Linked DNA regions of Zea mays: region 1 is linked to region 2. The links are chromatin contacts, called in public Hi-C maps. All regions are on one chromosome and are shown on one strand. The core of a region is the stretch at or near the end of the contact, and the rest is flanking DNA. Distances in the headings are between cores, read along the strand shown.

Evidence for each region. Hi-C and Micro-C count contacts between places; a contact is called where the count stands out from the background.
Region 1: a Hi-C map of tassel shows a contact between it and region 2, with 2.4 times the contacts expected there. The contact joins the promoter of LOC100284263 here to the enhancer-like site in region 2. A contact is called at or near these places in 2 of 25 Hi-C or Micro-C datasets (bundle sheath and tassel).

The regions. Positions count from the first base shown.
Region 1 is chr6:47,933,367-47,936,893 of Zm-B73-REFERENCE-NAM-5.0, forward strand. LOC100284263 (pseudouridylate synthase/ transporter) reads right to left here and starts at 2,111. Exons shown (of 9, transcript NM_001157158.2): 1 at 1,171-2,111; 2 at 771-826; 3 at 601-683; 4 at 292-370. The coding sequence starts at 2,032. TRNAA-UGC (transfer RNA alanine (anticodon UGC)) reads left to right here and starts at 2,258; the gene lies at 2,258-2,330.
Region 2 is chr6:47,545,255-47,548,280 of Zm-B73-REFERENCE-NAM-5.0, forward strand. No RefSeq gene overlaps it. Among protein-coding and RNA genes, the nearest start is that of LOC118472178, 4.9 kb to the left of the region's middle. Within about 2 kb of position 1,632, at least 18 of the 20 cell types and tissues checked have an H3K27ac peak or open chromatin away from gene starts, as enhancers often do. A contact at or near this core is called in bundle sheath and tassel, where this site is marked.

The sequences.
Region 1 (3,527 bases), core at 861-3,360, 390 kb after region 2:
ATTTCTCAACAACATTGCACACAAGCATAATTAACTGTGAAAATAGAGTTAACAGTCACTAATTAAATGATATGTAGGCTACATATGCTGATAAGGCGATGAACCTCTTTTCAGGATAGATTGTCAATGTGATTTCCCAACAACATTGAACAGAAACATAACTATCTGTGAAACTAATAAGTTGTTATCTGGTGATGCTTCCCCAAATGCCTACAATAATGCAGATCCATTTTGCAACCCCTGAATAGAAGAATGTTCAGCAGACCATTGTAGAGATGCTAGGATACATACTGGTGAATCTGCATCCCAGGTTGATGTGGCTTCTCCAAGTCGGAAAACACCGCTATAGCCCTTAACCATTCCTTGGTAGCTTCAGAAGCATGAGATCATTCAGAATAGAATGTACAGCAAGTGCTAGAGATGGAGGGATGATAAGTAGCGATAGTATGCAAAACAATTATTTCAGTCCATCATATTTTTCCCCACATAGCCTACTATACAGTCTATACTCGAGCAAATTCTAGGATAAGCATAAGCCAGAGGACAACTGCCCCAGCATCCACAAGAATAAGCTTTTCCCAAAAGATTATACGATGTTACCTGTCAACTATTTTGGTTGCTTTTCCTACACAAACAATCAACAATCCAGTTGCCATTGGGTCCAGAGTTCCAGCATGTCCAACCTGAGACCACACAAATATTGCAAAACATGTACTTAATGCTAAGGGCTAATGCTACATTCAGATACAGTGAAAAGGCCCTGATATCACCTTTTGTACTTTCACCAAGCGCCGTAACTTTCCACAGACAGTAAACGAAGTCCATCCTGATATCAGAAGAAAGATGAGTTCAGATGAATAGTTTAGGATGGAAGGCAGTAGACCAAATTTAATAAAACACAGTTCGAACCTAATCCTGTCCGCACATTAACTAATTATTTATCTGCCCTGATAGGAAAAACAGTAAAGAACCCTGTCTTCAGGCAAAGCTGCAGTAGTGCCACACTACCTGGCTGACATCTAACTGTTGTGATAATCGCTCACATTTCATAAAATGAGCTTTCCAGTGGTACATCAGATAAAAGTAGCTAAGAAATATTAGTGTTGTCTTAAGCTCACAGACGGCAATGTAGAACTTGCAATGTGCCAGAGGGTAGGGGGAAGGCATCACCTTTGGGCTTGTCGATGAGCACGACGGTCCCAGCAGGGCCGTCCCACCTCGGCGGCAGCTCCGTGGTCCTAGTGACGAGGTACGGCTGCGGCCGCTCCTCCTCCCTCCGCACTTCGCGCTTCACCTGCTGCTGCGGCTCCGTTCCCGGTCTCTTGGCTTTGGTGTCGACTTGGCCGGGACCCTTCTTGAGAGACCTGAAGAAATCCTCCACCTTCCTCTCCAGCACCTCCCCTTTGTTGGCGCCCTTGTCACTGACCGCCCGCTCCTCTCCCTCGTTTTCCTTCTTCTCGTCGTCAAAGAATACGAGCCCCCTGTCGGCGTCGGAGGCCGGGGCGGCGTCGGCGGAGACGAACGCGTTGTCGAGCGACTGGTGGGGGAAGTACTTCTTCTCGAGGCGGTAGAGCATGCGGTAGTGCTTGTCCTTCTCCCACGGCATTGCGAAGGTGTCGTGGAAGTAGAGCGCCTCCTCGCGCGCGTGCAGGCGCGGGAAGTCCACCACCTCCGGCCTGAGCTCGACGAACTCCGACGACAAGGAGGAGGGCTTAGTGGTGGTGGTGGCGTCAGGGTCGGGGAGTAGGCGGCTGCGGCGCTTGCGGAGGTACCGGCGCTTTGCGCGGTCGAGCGTCTGCTCTTCGGGGGCTGGCTGCGGCTGCCGGTCGGCCCCGGCGGCGGAGGATTTGGGGGGATTGGGGTCCGCGGGGCGATGCACGATGAGGTCGTAGTAGAGAGGGTAGCGAGTCGCGGTGAGTGAAAGGAAGCGGCGCGGGAGGCGGAACAGCGGCGATGGGGAGGGGGAGGAGGGCAGCAGCGCCGCCCTTGCCCTCGCCGCCGCCGCCGCCATGGCTCCCGCTCGAGGAGGCATTCGTGTCTCTGCGTCTGCACGGGCGGGCCGCTCGCTATCGATAGGGGAAGCGAGAGCCGAGTCGCGCGGCAGTCCTGACGTTGGATCTGCAGCCGACGGTATAGATGTAGGACATAGGCACATAGCATCATCGATGTCCATACGGCTTGACGGGGTTTAACGGAATGATGCATGCGTACAGTATTACACGGTTTACTATGTTGTCTAGTTACAAATAGCATCGTTGGGGATGTAGCTCAAATGGTAGAGCGCTCGCTTTGCATGCGAGAGGCACGGGGTTCGATCCCCCGCATCTCCAATCTTTTTTTGTTTTCTTCTATTTTTTTAGTTTGGTGGATGAACTGCTTCCACGAGGTTCGATCCCCCCGCATCTCCAATTTTTCTTTTTGTTTTCCTTCTATTTTGTTAATTTGGTGGATGAACTGCTTCCATTTTCTTAATTTGGTTGATGAACTGAGTTTGATTGGGTCTGAAGCAGTGAGAGACTGAGAGTTCAAGAGAAATGTAGGAACCCTGCTACTATTAGGGAACACATTGGGTTCTTTTCCAATGAGGTTCACTGCAATTAGAGGTTCGAGGTTAAAAGGAATTGCATAATCTAGCTTGATTTATTAATTTTTCTTATTTCACTAGCCATTGTTCTTCTTTGCTACTGTTGTTGTATGTGTGGTTTGCTGGTTATTCCCAAATTTCTAGAGCAGGCGGGCATAGGTAGGTTCTGAGTGTTTGCTCTATACTTTTTTTTGCGCGGTGAGAACCAATCCGGACGCGTGGGGCAGGTTCAGAGTATCAGCGCGAAGGGTGAAGTCGTGGTAGCACATGTGCCCACATTAGGTTCTTAATAGAGTAAGTATAGATTGATTAGTTTTATTTTCTAGCTAATTGGATAATTTCTTTTTAGCCACTTTAATTGTGTATATAAACAAAACAACATAATATATTTGCTATAGCAGTGTAGTTTGGCAGTACAAAAAAGGATAAGTGTATCTTTCTAGTGTTCATTCTTGGTTTTGTGAGTGTTTAATGATCTAGGTAGAGGTGTCAATGGGTAATTTTTCATCGGGTTTAAACACCTTATACCCATCCTCATGAAGTTGTACTCATCCACATCTCTATACGCGTACCTATCATGGGTATAAGATTCATCACATACTCATGCCCATTTAGGTATTGGGTCTTTATCCCGACAAAAAAAGCATTATCACATTATATTTTATATGTCATTAACAACCACACAATACCCAAAAACAATACTGTTGGAACTTGCTCTCCGGCGCAAGTTGATCCAACGGGGGAGTGTAGTAACGCAAACAGGGTTTTTGCACGAGATGGCAATAGCTCTGTTAATCTAGCCTCTCAAGGGCACTGTGCGGGGGTATTTATAGGTATCTGTGTGCCCAGCATCCTGTGTTAAGGACGCATGTACCCTCAGACACCTAGGTTATCCCCGGAATATTCCCATAAAGCGGGGTTACAGACCGTAATTACAGGGATG
Region 2 (3,026 bases), core at 382-2,881:
ATTGCTTTTAAAGTTGGTCAAGATTTTATTAGCAGTTACTAAGTATAAGTAGATACCAACCCAATTAAGTAAGAGATCAAAATTGATAATAACACCCGCGATACAATGCACATGACAGATTAAGTTTAGTTCCATAAATTAATCATGTGAGAGTCCTGAGCTGCTCATGACCGCGAGCATGGCTGATATACCAGTTTTACACTCTGCAGAGGTTGCGCCCTTTACCCACAAGTCATGTATCCCGTCTAGCCAGGTTTAGCTCGACCCTTAGACACTTCCGAGGTGAATGGCTAGGGATCCACTACGAGGCATTTACAAAGTTCCACCGCTACGGTTTCTGAGAAGGGCAATATAGGAATCCTTCGTCCAAAAAGCCATCGCAGCATGATCGACTCGAGAACCTCCCTATACGCAGCTCCTCTACCGCCCTTGCCCCTTTTGGGTAAGGTAGTCCTCCACTAGCTTTCCTAATTAGTCAGCCAAGGGCGTCCCATTCCACCCTTGTGGTAGCACGAATATCTGAAGTTAAGCAACATGTTCCAATTAACACAATGATCTTGTCATGAACAATAATTAGAACAACAGTATAACTAGAACATGATCATAATATAATATTTATCCCAAAATCAGGTAAAGCAATAGCAAAACTGCCCAAAAGTTCAGTGGTAAACAAGATGTGGGATAAATAAGTCTAGGGAAACCTATTAGGTTACATCAGATTAACCTGAGCATGTCATAGTGATTAACAGGAACATTATTGGGTAAAAAAGTGATCAAGGGCATAACTTGCCTTAGACTCGAGATTCCTAGGTACCAACTAGTTCTTCAAGTGACTCGTAAACTCGCCTCTACTCGTAGCAATACAAATAAACAAGGTATATGCAAAATTAACATCACACCAAACATAAGAACATAGTGCATAATAATGATCTACGCGTCGTAACTCGATCCTAGGTTCGAGAACCACTAAATTCGGAGTTATGGTTAACGAGTTGTGGTTTTCTGTAGATTTAAGGTTGGATACAAAAGAAATTTAGTGCATAATTTTAACCTATGTTTCATAACAAAATAAGGTTACCAGATGATAAACAATTATAATATGAATTTATTGCAACTGGAATGGATCAAAAAAGAGTTAAATTCATAGAGTTATGAATTTCCTAAGATTGGGACTTTATTTTTTGCACTAAAAATGATTTCTGTATTTATTTTAATCAATTACTCAGCTATCTGGACTGGGGCCATTAATACCACAGAGCTCTGGGTCAAAACTGCAAATTCTAGGGCTCTATTGTAATTACTTTTGTATTGCCGTGGAGCGCGGGTTGATTCTTAAAACATTTAAGGATTCTTTTGCAAATTTACATGGCCGAAGAGGTACGCTTCGACTAGGACTGTTGGATCACAAGCCCACCGTCAGGATTAGATCGGACCCCAGACGAACCAGAACGTGCTCCCAATTGTCAGATCCGATCCCAATGGTGTGGATTAGATCTGGCTTTAACCCAAGCGGTACACGCTTGAGGTTGTTGATTCGAAGATCGACGGTCAGGATGTTATAGAAGCCTTAATTACCCACGCCCCACCGATCAAGATCGAAAGGTGGAAGGACGCGGAGTTCAGAGCGCATACCTAGTCAAATCTACATTGTTCCTGACGATCGGACGGTCACCATTCCCCCATGTCCGAACGATACGCGAGATCTTATCGTGTCCATCCATTTTCGATCTGATGGCCCCCACGCGTCTTCTCCCACACGAACTTTACCGACGGTGGAGGCGCCCTGCCCACGGTGGAGGGCCCGCCAGAGAAAGCCGAATCCGTGCACCCAGGATCAAACCCCCGATCCGATTGATTCTAAACGGTGCTACGAAAATAGCGAAGATGTCTGGGGACCTTACCTAAGGACTGGAGCATCAGAGGATCATGGCCTCGAGGACCTGCGACATGGTGGTGGCCATACATTCCGTTGAGCAATTCCATGCACCACCGGTTTCAAGTTCACCTGATGAGGTCATGGGCGTCCCCCATGAGACACGAGGAAGACCCCCTGCCAACCGCCGAGGGCACAATGCCGGTGAACCAGATCTTCACCCACCCTGCATGGTGGCCCTCCATCTCCTTCCCAGCTACTCGCCGCAACGACGTGCTCTAAGGCGGGGCTCGACAGGAGTTCGCCAAGGGGGGTGCGGTACCCAGGTATTTATCACCGGGGTAGGACAGTCCGAGCCTAAGGGTGCTTGATAGGCGGGATTTTTGGGCTGTTACCACAACAAAACAACCCCGATGTTTACTCCATGTGCGAGATTGAGAGGGGAAAGAATGTCTAGCGCCCCCATCTCGCGGTCAGCCATCCGGGCAACAGAGAGCGCACATGGCCGAGGGGAAAGGTGGACGAAGTAGTGAAAATCACCGAGCAGATCTCGGGTGAGCCTCCAGCTTGAAGACGACCCTGACAAGCTGGGCCGACATGCCAGGCTCCCAGGTGAGAGGCACCAATGGCAGAGTTGGGCCGAAATGTGGAAGAGTGGCCCATCTGGCTTCCTCTTTTTTTCTTTGTTTATTTTTTTTATTTCATGTTTCCTATTTTCAACCTTTCAAATTCATATCAAAGTTAAAGTTTGATTTTGAATATCACATTTCAAATGCAGAAAACAAAATCCCAACATGATGCAATATATACTTATTATTATTATATTTTTATATTAACTATCATATTTCAAATGATGCAAATGTGTTGCACACACATAAATAACTTTAATTTTCAAGAGATACATTGTTTGTCCAATTAAAATCTTATTCAAAACTTAATGTTTTATGACCATTTATTTTGTATGATCTTTATGGAGAGATAATTTAATTTAAATCTTATGGAGAATACTTCTGAACATATAATTCAATGACACTATTAATTTTATATGAGGATCCTTTATTTAAATTTTTTGTTCTAAACCATAATTATTTAAACCTTAGGATAAACTTAAATTACCCAAAATATGATTTGAGGTGTTACATCAAGACAACCA